2 separate regions of the Danio rerio genome follow, and region 2 is linked to region 1. The links are chromatin contacts, called in public Hi-C maps. All regions are on one chromosome and are shown on one strand. Each heading gives the region's core, a stretch centred on a gene start, on an enhancer-like site or on the middle of the called end of the contact. The rest is flanking DNA. Distances are from core to core; before and after follow the strand shown.

Region 1 (6,650 bases), core at 3,645-6,144:
ATTATGATCAATGGGGATGATGTCACACACTCACTTAGTGATGCTGGAATCGCTGTTGTCATGAAGCTTCATCCTCCAGCTGTCCAGACTCTCAGAATTAATCAGAGCGATGCTTTTGGTGGTGTTCAGAATGCGGAAATCATCAGGACAAGACAAACCCTGTTCATAAACACACAATCGGATATTACATATATACACTCTATATTTACACACTATAAACAATCAGATTTTATAAAACCACACAATCAGATATACAATCATTTTCACAATTATGATCAGAAGTGTCCTAATTAAAACTGGCAATAATTGATGTACACATAAATCAAAACGTAGCAGTAAAATAAAACACATCACACTCTTGCTGCCGGGAAGATGTGTGTTCGTATGGTCATGGACTGTAAACCCTTTTTAATGATGCATCGGCGCCACCATGTGGATAAAAGCAGATACTGGCCTAATAGAAGCCACTTGCTGATTCTCATAAGAAAATGAACATGTGTGTTTATATGGATTATGAGTTACCTCCACAGTCGACAACAACAGGAAATTATGATCTCCTCCACTGTGAATCTTCGCAATGGTGCAGTGCTCTGTTCCTGTTGACAAAACGAATTCGCTTTTTTTATATACTTATATAATAAAACAGTGGACGAAACCAGTTTAATAACCATACACAACTTTCAATAAACTTTTAAAATTATTATATATTTAGATTTTATTAATAATTTGTGTAATATTTTTAATGGATTTTATGGATTATGGAACTTAGAAATGTGCAATATTTATCGTCTACAATAGCATTGTAACTGTTTTATGATAGTTTGTCACTCACTTTGCCTTGAAACAATCTAAAGCGTGTTTTTTTTTTGGGAGTCTAAAAGCATCGGCTGAGTTCTGAAGCCTATTATAGTGCAGTAACAATGAAACCCTAATTAAAAACGTGAAGGTAATTTGTCATTATTTTTTTATTTATTTACTAGATTCACCAAGAATGTCCCATTGAGATAAAAAATCTCTTATACCAGAAGTCCTGGTCAGGACAGGCAACATAGATCAGAGATTTCAGAGATCAGGGTTTCATTGTTACTGCACTGTAATAAGCTTCAGAACTCAGCCGATGCTTTTAGACTCCCAAAAAAAAAAACACGCTTTAGATTGTTTCAAGGCAAAGTGAGTGACATATTATCATAAAACAGTTACAATGCTACTGTAGACGATAAATATTGCACATTTCTAAGTTCCATAATCCATATAATCCATTAAAAATGTTACACAAATTATTATTCATTCATTCATTTTCTTGTCGGCTTAGTCCCTTTATTAATCCGGGGTTGCCATAGCGGAATGAACCGCCAACTTATCCAGCAAGTTTTTTTACGCAGCGGATGCCCTTCCAGCCGCAACCCATCTGGGAAACATTCACACACACATTCATACACTACGGACAATTTAGCTTACCCAATTCACCTATACCACATGTCTTTGGACTGTGGGGGAAACCGGAGCATCCGGAGGAAACCCACACGAAGGCAGGGAGAACATGCAAACTCCACACAGAAACGCCAACTGAGCCGAGGTTCGAACCAGCAACCCAGCGACCTTCTTGCTGTGAGGCGAACATGCTACCCACTGCGCCACTGCCTCGCCCTACACAAATTATTAATAAAATCTAAATATATAATAATTTTAAAAGTTTATTGAAAGTTGTGTATGGTTAATAATCTAGTTACAAATAATATATAAAAAGCACACACAAAAGTAATATTAAATATTTTGTAAAATAAAATATTTGGTCACTTTATTTTGAGGGTCCGTTTGTTGAATTTAAGTTACATTGCATCTATATGGCAACTAATTCTCATGAGATTATAAGTAGACTGTTAGGTTGGGGTTAGGGTTAGTGTAAGTTGACATGGTCTTGCAAAGTTTCTTATAGTCAGTTTAATGTCTGTTGAAGGAGCAGTATCAGCAGATATTAAGCAGACAGTCTACTCATACTCAAGTGGACCATCAAAATAAAGTGTTACCAAATATTTTTGAATGTAGCGATAGATGGTACAGATTTCATATGCAGTATATCATGAAGCTCATTCCATACATATTGAGCGCACTTGAAGAATGCACATCGACCGAACTCTGTTTGCAAAATACCCCAGTTTTTTGTTTTCACAAGCTTTAGAGACATAAGTTCCTCTTTTAAATAATAGGTCACCTATAGCTTTCGTTGTAGGACTGTGATCAAAATAACATCAATGTTTCAAGTGCACTGCGAAGAGAGCGCAATTGTAAACATGAAGATCGCTAAAACTGAACTGAAAGCAAATTACAGCTAAGAGAGATGACCTTAATGTTTTTGTTAATCATTTCAAATTTAAATGTTAGAATGTTTTAAATGAATAGGGCATAGGGGGACAACTGGGAATAGAACATAGCCAGGAAATATGTTTCCAGAGGTGTAGTTGCAAGTGTACAAGTCTGCGACGCAGTTTGCGAATGTTCGCTGAAACAGGCGATTTGGGCAATGACAAATCAACGAACTATGTTTGTAACGAAGAAACTTGCGACCTTAGTTGACTAACGATGGTTTTGGGAAACGCCTCACATAATGACAACCCAAGCTCATTCTGAAAACGTAGCCCCGCGGACGTTTCTGGAGACCACGATTTACGTGGCCAGAGGCATGTATGGCTGCATTTAATTTTTTTAAATCCAAAAAATAAAGCGAACGAGTTCGTAACAGGGCGAGAACGTGGTGAAATCCGAAAACGCGGTCAAAATCAGACGAGGGCTTTTCTTTTTCTGGATGGCTTTAGTAAATCGTTGCTTGGGTTTAAAGAAGGGAAGCGAGCGAGCAGGCGGGTGGGTGTTCCGGCAGGTCAATTGGTAAACCGGTTGGATTTAGGGAAGGAGGAGGAGGGTGGGTCGGCCGATTGGCCCGCCACCCAGTCAACCTTTCCGTCATTCGGTCAGTCAGACAGATAGTCACTCGACAGTGCCTCCGACGGCTTTATGCAAGAACAACTCGCCCGCGAGTGGTGTTTGAGACGCGTTTGAGACGCGAAAAAGCACGAACAGCGTCCTCTCGCGGATTCGCAAAAACAAAAACTATACAAATACGTACCCTCCGGGACGTATTTCGCGGTCTTCAGAAACGTCCATGGGGCTACGTTTCCAGAATGAGCCTGGGTTGCAAAATGACTACAATGGCCTGGTGACATGTACATACTTGTGTATGCATTTCCAATGCAAAGGGGCTGGATGTTACTGACAGGAACGGGGCTCTTGGCGCTTCCTCTTATGCCTGTACCGAGCTGGCCCTGAGTGTTGCAGCCAAAAGCATATATCAGACCGGTGGAGGGCACGAATGCAAGGGTGTGGTTCCTGTGACAAACACATAAAGGTATGCTGTCAAATATCTCATCTCCTACTAATCTGATGACTGCATGCACAAAGCAGACACGTAGTCATCATGACAAGTGCTTCAAATATGAGATGCATTTTAGAATTTGCTAATAATTCATGTTAAAAACAACTCTGCATTGTTGTTATGCATGCTAATTGTAACCATTTACTTGTGATTTTTATAATTATTTTCTTTTCTTTGCATAATTGTCACACAATTGCATTATCCATTTGCTTTAAAAACATTTTGCCAATGACAGAAATAAAAGCTAACACTTTAAAGGAATTGAGCGCATTTGCTAAGCTGAAGCAGATGGACAGAGAAGTGTGCATTTTGTCTAGTGCATTTACTTACCGCCCACAAGCGATCTGAGACACCTCAGTGCCCATGAGCTCCATAACTCTGCGTGGAAGAGGCTCGTTTCTGGTGGAGTCATGGCCCAGCTGTCCTTTTGAACCATTTCCAAATGTGAACAGACCCCCTTCCTGGAACAAACATGATACAAACAGCAAAGCTCAAGATTGGAGATGAAAAATACATTTGAGCAACTTTCCACAGCATGGCTAGTTCAACTGGTAGCATTTACTAAAAAAAAAGCAAGACTAAACAATTAGTCTTCTCAAATTCTATCAAAAATGAGAGCGCAAAAAAACAACAACCAGGGGCGGACTGGGAAAAAAATTCAGCCCTGGCAATGTAGCCACAGTAGCCCACTACCACACCAACACAGCCCCACCCATAAACCCACACATTTCCATACATAATAGATATTTAAACACCTAATGTATGTGACTGAAACAAAAACAACCCGTTTATAACAAATGTATGCATTCGTAAACACTAAACAAAAATAATCTGTGCATCTTGCCGAGTCAGTGTGCTGTCTGTGTAAACCGTATGTCTGCTATTACTTATGATAGGAGATTGCCTGGTTTATACTTCTGCGTCAAGTGACCGGCGCAACTCACGGCGCAGGCAACGCGCGTGGCTGTGCATTTATACTTCTGCGCGCTGTCTCTGTTGGTCTGCATTAACACTTCCGAAACGCTAGTGGGCAGTGAGGTGTAAATGTTCCTCTGTGTCGAGTTTCTTCGCTTCTGTTTTGCTATTCTGAACACTTCCTGGATGTACAAGTGACTCAAACTTGCTCATTTTGAGGCAGGAACCGGCGGACGTGCAACAACTTTAACCATGAGGTAAACACAGAACAAAACTTTCCATCCGGAGCTCCTTCACGGGACTCCACACTTGTAAACAATCGCTCGCGCGGCGTCGCGCCATTCGCGCGCCTCTCGGTCCCGCCCAGACTCGTCAGCGCTACCAAGCCGACCAATCACAGAGCTTATGCTACGCGTCGTTGCGACGTGTAGTTACATTTTTTGAGAGGTGCACGTCAGTGACGGCGATGGCCACGGCGAAGGGCTATGCGTCAACGCCGTAGCATACGCCGGTGTTTGACGCAGAAGCATTAGCAACACTTTAGGATAATTTTTTTCACAAATAACTGTTGTATGTCATTCTCTGCAGTGTTATGGGGCTTTGCCCTATTCTTGTTTTGAATATATATGTGCTTATTAAACAATTATAAATAAATTTTATACCTAATGAATAAAAATGAAAAATTATGACTTAATGTACAGTCTCTGGCAGCACGAAACCAGACACCCATCTCTGATTGGGCCAAATGCTTAACATTTATTATTATTATTTAATTATTACTATTATTATTATTCTCATCATCATATGACCACTGAAGAAGATATTTTGAAGAATGTTGAAAATCGGCACCCATAGCAGGAGGAAAATTATGAAAGTCAATAGTTACCGGCTTAAAACATGCTTCAAAGTATCTGCTTTAATGTTTAACAAATAAAGAAAACCTAAAACAGGTTTGGAAAAAATGGAGGATAAGTAAACAATAATGAAATTTCTATGCTATCCCTTTAATGCCCATATAACAGTAGTATACTGTACTCATCATTAACTCAAGTGTGTTTTCTTCATCTGTCGAACACAAAACAAGATATTTTGAAGAATGTTGAATATCTGCATCCATAGCAGGGAAAAAAAAAACTATGAAAGTCAATAGTTACCGGTTTCCAACATGCTTCAAAATATCTTCTTTAGTATTTAACAGATAAAAAAATCCTAAAACAGGTTTGGGAAAAGTGGAGGATGAGTAGACGATGACAGAGTTTTTGTGCTCTGCCTTTAATGCCCATACAACAGTATTATACTGTACTCAACATTAACGCAAGTGTGTTTTCTTCATGTGTTAAACACTGAAGAAGATAATTTGAAGAATATTGCAAACCGGCATCCATAGTAGGGAAAATAAACTATGAAAGTCAATAGTTACCGGATTCCAACATGCTTTGAAATATCTTTTTTAGTGTTTTACAGATGAAGAAAACCTAAATCAGGTTTAAAAAAAAATGGAGGATGAGTAAACAATGATGACATTTCTGTGCTATCCCTTTAACGCCCATATAACGCCCATATAACAGTAGTATACTGTACTCATCATTACATCAAGTATGTTTCTTCATGGGCGAGGCAGTGGCGCAGTAGGTAGTGCTGTCGCTTCACAGCAAGAGGGTCGCTGGTTCGAATCTCGGCTCAGTTGGCATTTCTGTGTGGAGTTTGCATGTTCTCCCTGCCTTCGCGTAGGTTTCCTCCGGGTGCTCCGGTTTCCCCCACAGTCCAAAGACATGTGGTACAGGTGAATTGGGTAGACTAAATTGTTCGTAATGTATGAGTGTGTGTGTGGATGTTTCCCAGAGATGGTTTGCAGCTGAAAGGGCATCCGCTGCATAAAAACTTGCTGGATAAGTTGGCGGTTCATTCTGCTGTGGCGACCCCGGATTAATAAAGGGACTAAGCCGACAAGAAAATGAATGAATGAATGTTTTCTTCCTATGTCGAACACTAAAGAAGATATTTTGAAGAATGTTGAATATCGGCATCCAAAGCAGGGGAAAAAACAATGAAAGTCAATAGTTATCAGTTTCCAACATGCTAACAGTAGTATTGGTAAAGTGCAATGTGGAGAAAAAATATTACATTTACAATATTAAATGCTTATGAAATATTGTATTGCAATCTAAACATATGTTTTTTTTATTGGGGGGGGGGGGTGCTGGTGGTAGGGCCTAGCATGAGAGATGTGACGTCTTTGAAGATTCAAGTTTATTTCCTTGAATAAAAAAGTATGGCAGGTTTGTAAATTAAATGATCTTGTTTGTCT
Region 2 (6,109 bases), core at 1,640-4,139, 120 kb before region 1:
GTCATTTTGACAGGGTGTATGTTTACTACTGGCTGTACCATATGTTGCAACATAAGCCCCTTTCACACAGTGATACCGGTAAATTTCTGGAAAATTTCCGGAACGACTTTACCGGTATATTCAAAAAAGCGATGTTCACACAGGCGAGGACGTTACGGAAATTTTCCGGAAAAGAGCATTCACACATCCATTCCAAAATACCGGTAAATTCTGACATCATTAACCACAAATGAGCTTTAAACGGCTGTGCTTGTGTTTGTAAACATTTTACTAAATTACAAATCTGTGGATGATCAATATTGTGAATATGTGCGTGTGCAGGCACTCACAGGCTGTTTCACAGGCACACGCAAAGCTTGAAGGTAAACAAACAACGGCTTATCATAAGCATCTCATCGATGATTATTTACACAGTTGGCATTAAGAAGAACATATAAACGTGATCTGACTAACTTCTAGCAGCTAAAACCTCAGAAACCCTCACAATCCGCGCGGAGGTAAATGCGTCTGACTGTTGTGATTAGCTAAAGCAGACGTCTCACGTCAGCACGTTCTAGACGTGCACGCGCTTATTACGGGAATCTTCCTTCTGCATTCACACAGCGCAGCATTCCGGCAAATTGCCGGTAATGTTACAACTTCTCTTTCCGGAAAATAGCCAGAACGAATTTACCGGTATTTTCAAAAAGGACCTGTTCACACATACAACCTTTCCGGAAAATTGCTGTATGTGTGAAAGGGGCTATAGGCTCATTCTGAAAACATAGCCCTATTTACATTTCCTGAGATCACAAATCATGTAGCCAGAAGTACATATGGCTGCATTTGGTCTTAAAAACAAATGCTATGGGGCGGTATGGGGCACCCTTACAAGCTGACTGCTTATCTCCATATCGATGGCTTCCCAGCTGTTACCAGTTTGTCCAGTAGCTTGTCATGTACATCAGCAGACGTGAGAAGTAGAGAAGAGTTGACCACGATGATGGGGTTTGAGTCCGGCGAAAAACGGTTCCAGAAAGCAGGTATAACAAAAACAGAAGCCAAAAAAAAAAATAATAATAAAAATTAAATAACAGGGTGAGAATGTGGTAAAATCTGGAAACGTGGTAAAAATCAGGTTAGGGCTTTTCTTTTTCTGGATTGCTTTTTAAAACTGTCGATTGGGTTTAGGGAAGTGGGCTGGGGGTACAATCTGTGCTTTGCACAGAAGAAAGAGGGTTGGTCAGTCAATTGCTCAGTCAGTCAGTCGGTCGGTCAGTCAGTCAGTCAGTCGACAACGGCCTCTTGTGGATTTACGCGAGAACAGCAGGCATGAATGGCACTCGCGAGACTAATTTGAGATCTCAAATAGCATACACAGTGGCCTCTGGTGGATTTGCGAAAAAAAAAAAAAAAAAACATACTGCCGCTCTCCAGAAATGTATATATGGGTACATTTTCAGAATGAGTCTGGGTTGATATTTTGTCATTAGTTAGCATTGCAAAAGTAACTCCAAACATTTTATGAACAAAATTCAAGCTTCACATGGAACTACTGTACTTGTGCGAGAAAATACATAACACTGAAATACAGTTTTTTAGTCTTATATTTTTCATTGTACACCATGTCCACTACAAGCTAGGCTTATTGGATGGACTTTAATATGGTTGGGCGATGTAGACCAATTTGGCATCGTTCAATGTCTAATGTGAAACAATTGCAATGGACAATGGTGATAGACAATGGCATCATCTTGTGAAAACCGAGTTTGGGGGGGGGGGGGGGGGGGGTTATTTTTAGTATGTGTATTTTTTTGTATGAGTGTGTATTTTTTGCAAGCAGGTTTGCGACGGGGCCGGGGCGGAAGATCGGAGATGCCGGCTCAGCATCGTGTTGTCTATTGGCCATCGGCGATGGACAATGACATCGTCTTTCAGCACAACCCTAGATACTAATTCGATTTTTTAAAATACATCATTCAATACATTTAATTTTATTATTATTATTAACATTTAATATTAACATTACAATCTATTTATTTCACAACAGCAAATCAGGTCATTGGTTTAGTAGCTGCTAATCTGTTGATCAACTGAGATGATTTAGGTGAAGGTTATGATATGAGTCAGTGATTGAGCAGAGCTTCTCCTGTTGTCCAGTTTAATGCAGACTACCTCAGAACAAATGTCTTTTCACACTGACTGAAGAGGCTGGATGTTGGCTTCTGAACGGTGTAAAATACTAGATGGAGCATTATTTTACTGGCTCAGATCCAGTGGATCCATTATAATGTGACTTTGCTTTGATTAATGTTATCTTGGTGTTGGCGATGCATCAATAAACACATCAGATCCATAGTAAGACTTCCTAAATAAGAGATCCTTAAGAAATTACACATCCAAATTTGACTTGTGTTTACTTATGTTTAGAAAGATTAGGGTAATCAAAGTATGTATACATGGTAGATTATTAATCAGAGTATTGTCTTGGTCATGTTAACATCAGAATATATGTGGTGTCTCAATTTCCCTCTCTTTGTGGCATGTGTGAGACACTATATATCCTGCACAGATGGTCCATCCCAAATGCCAGAAAATGAGGATTAAAGCAGACACACATTTTTGTATTGGGAGTTTTTTATCCAGATACTGCACAGTCATTTAAAATATTTTCTGACGCAAACAAGTGTGACCATTGCAGACAAGATGGAATTTTAGATTTGATCTGATTCAGGTTGTGTTGATCAAATATCAGATTATTGGCAGTGAAATCTGGCTTAGCTTTCCTTCTCATTCCATTAGAGTCTATGAAGCAGTCAGATTTTACTTTTAAGCATGATGCTGTCTTTTCTCTTCCTGCCACACATACACACACCGTTTTAGCCGTCACCCTTCCCCTAGTTCTTACAGAGTAGTTCTGAGTCAGCTTTATTCACTTCCACATCCACACCACACAAATAATCCCTGTCGCCACTTTTCCTCAGCAGCTGCTATTGTTCTGTGAGCACCAGCCATAGTACAAATTATATTACAAAACAGATATATTATACAACACACATAGTATATCAAATAATGCATTTATTTGTGTGGATATTAATGATTAATAATTACATTATTACTGCAATGTATTTATCGTTATAGACTGACAAATATCAACATGACATAAGGCATTCATAGGTGATAAATAGCCAAAATAAAAATGAATATTTAACAGTTATTTTAAGGCTACGTGCCTTAGTGTCCCACCAGTGCTGATATACAGCCATATTGCAATGCTGCAAGTGTGATAGTGTTTATACAACAGTTCGATGGCATAAGTGTATATAAAAAAGAACGCAGAGAACCCCCCCCCCCCCCTTTTTTTTACAAAGAACTACTTTCTTCTGCCATTCGTTCACATCGGCAGCTGATGTCAGAACAGCAGAAACTGTTGCTAATTCACCATTGTCACTTCAGAGCTAGTATTTGAATGATTCTCTAGTGTAATGTCTAAAGTGATGACACACAGGTGATTTTGCTCACATTTTAAGGTTATAAGGCTGAACAGCATGAAATGTCATCGGTCTACAGAGATTTCCCAATACTTGGGAAACGTGGCGCAGTGGGTTCGCCTCACAGCAAGAAGGTCGCTGGTTCGATCCTCGGCTCAGTTGGCATTTCTGTGTGGAGTTTGCATGTTCTCCCTGCGTTCGCGTGGGTTTCCTTCGGGTGCTCCGGTTTCCCCCACAGTCCAAAGACATGCGGTACAGGTGAATTGGGTAGGCTAAATTAGCCGTAGTGTATGAGTGTGTGTGTGTGTATGTGTGGATGTTTCCCAGAGATGGGTTGCGGCTGTAAGGGCATCTGAATGACAGATATATTGTCAACACAAACTTTTATTTTAGATGTGAATAATCACAATTAATCTTTGCCCAGCATTAATTTACATAAAAACTTACATTTTATTACTACAATGTATCACAGGAACTGGAATATTATATTATTGTAATAATTTTATCTTTGGTTTCTCCTTAGCTCTTTTTTGAACATTTCTTTTATATTTTCAATACTATTAAGACCTTTAACTCTATAAAACGCTTTTATTTTGTATTTGTCAGAGTCCAGCGAGGCTGATTTCTGCCATGACCTGCGTGAGCTCCTCCGCCAACTACCAGATCTCCACTACAGTCTCCTGCAGTACTTGTGCTACTTCCTGTCGCAGGTGGAGCAAGAACACGAACACAACCGTATGACCGCCAGCAACCTGGCCACAGTGTTTGGACCAAACGTCTTTCAGTAAGTCAAGCAATTCAACAAACTAACAAACAACACAATCTGATATTCAGTGTCAGTTCTTTATAAAAAAACATTGAAGACAGCAGCAGCATGCTAAGTAGCATCTAAGGACTTATTATGTGGTCTCTGTTGCCATCTTGTGGCAGGACGCCTTTGCTCTGCTCAGTATGACAGGCTGATGGCTGCTGACGTGGTGAATCTCAGAAATGATAAACATTTAACTATCCTTATAAATAAATTAGCAGTAGCATGCTAGTCGATATCTACTACATAACTACATAAACATATTCACTAAGTTTTCAGAAAGTCCTGGCTTCAGTTTAGAAGTTGTAACCTTTTTTCCTTATCTCTGTCTGACTACTGTTTGAATATTTATGACTTTATTCCATCACTACTAGTCATTTTTTACAATTAAGATGTGTAAGGTTAGCTTGTTTTGTTGTTTCTAGAGTATCAGAATAGCATTTAAAGGCTGATTCAAACAATACTCACAAACGCCAACAAATAGTATTGCTTTTGTCAATAAAAATTATTATTTAAATTGTCATTAACGCATGTTTTTCATTTCATGAAAACGAGACAAGACACAACATAAATGTTGGTCAGGTGATGATGACTAGTGTTAAATTTATAATGCAAGATTGTTGAAGAAATAACAAAAGAGATGAAATGTGGTCTACAAAATGCTAAAATGTTGACAAATAAGATGAAATGACATGTAAATGACATGCATTATTAGTGGAGTTTGCCTTTAGGCAAATCCACTATTGTTATTTTCTATAATTTGTATTATTCATAATTTCAGCACGTAACTTCTCCCACAGTTTATGTCCCAGACCCTTAAAAGTGGGGTCAAATCATGCGGATTTATCAGGAATGATGTGCTATGTCTTAAATAAGGGGTCCGGGGTTTTTGGCCCTGTAACCCCCCCACCCCACCCCCATCCCAAAATCCTACTGACTTAACATTGAGCTCAACTTTAACACATTATAGCGGCAAGTGTGAATTTCATAGAAATATGGGATTTAAGACATGTGGAGAGGTGAGCACACCCCAAACAGAGGTAAAAGTTGTACCCCTGGGGTGGTAGGGCATCCCAAAATTTTACATAGCCTTAACATTTCCCACTGAAATCCATTCATCCCACTATCTCCCATTATAACTGTCACGCATCAATAAAAAGTTAAATAGCAGTGCCATACAGAAATGGGGGTGGGATCATTTGATTCATGCAACCAATCAGCTTGGCAATATGATAATGAAGCTCTCAAGCCACGCCCCAGATCATTTAAATACCCCTAATAACTGATTCCATAGACTGCCATTATAATTGGCATAGATGCATGTTTAAACAGCAATGTCATTCAGACATGGGGGTTGGTTCATTTGACTCATGCAACCAATCAGCATCTCAATATGATAATGAAGTTCTCAAGCCACGCCCCCACATTGATTCCATAGACTGCCATTATAATAGGCCTAGATGTATTTATTTGCATAGCAGTGTCATAGAGACATGGGGGTGGGCTCATTTGATTCAGGCAACTAATCAGAGTCCAAAATTTAAACATGGAATGGAATTAATCATGGAATCTTTCACTGCATTTCCAAATTTTTTTCCTCTGGAGAAAGTCTTAGAGAAAGTTTATTTCGGCTAGAATAAAGGCAGTTTTATTATTATTAGGGGCAATATTATTAGTCCCCTTATTCAATTGCTTTTCAATAATCAGAACAAAACAAACCATTATTATGCATTGAGTTCCATAATTACCCTTACTTGCCTATTTTACCTAGTCTTTAAATGTCACTTTAAGCTGAACTCTAGTATTTTGAAAAATATCTAGTCAAATCTTA

Evidence for each region. Hi-C and Micro-C count contacts between places; a contact is called where the count stands out from the background.
Region 2: a Hi-C map of embryo shows a contact between it and region 1, with 2.8 times the contacts expected there. The contact joins two enhancer-like sites. A contact is called at or near these places in 8 of 18 Hi-C or Micro-C datasets (caudal fin, embryo, hematopoietic stem cells and 2 more).

The regions. Positions count from the first base shown.
Region 1 is chr1:53,972,310-53,978,959 of GRCz12tu, reverse strand. herc3 (HECT and RLD domain containing E3 ubiquitin protein ligase 3) reads right to left here. Exons shown (of 25, transcript NM_001145624.1): 7 at 3,758-3,888; 8 at 3,227-3,381; 9 at 523-596; 10 at 35-159. Among named protein-coding and RNA genes, the nearest start is that of herc3, 18 kb to the right of the region's middle. Within about 2 kb of position 4,894, at least 5 of the 62 cell types and tissues checked have an H3K27ac peak or open chromatin away from gene starts, as enhancers often do. A contact at or near this core is called in skeletal muscle, where this site is marked.
Region 2 is chr1:54,090,906-54,097,014 of GRCz12tu, reverse strand. fam13a (family with sequence similarity 13 member A) reads left to right here. Exons shown (of 24, transcript XM_073954802.1): 4 at 4,077-4,254. It also overlaps a transcript of otx2a not described here. Among named protein-coding and RNA genes, the nearest start is that of fam13a, 15 kb to the left of the region's middle. Within about 2 kb of position 2,889, at least 10 of the 62 cell types and tissues checked have an H3K27ac peak or open chromatin away from gene starts, as enhancers often do. A contact at or near this core is called in skeletal muscle, where this site is marked.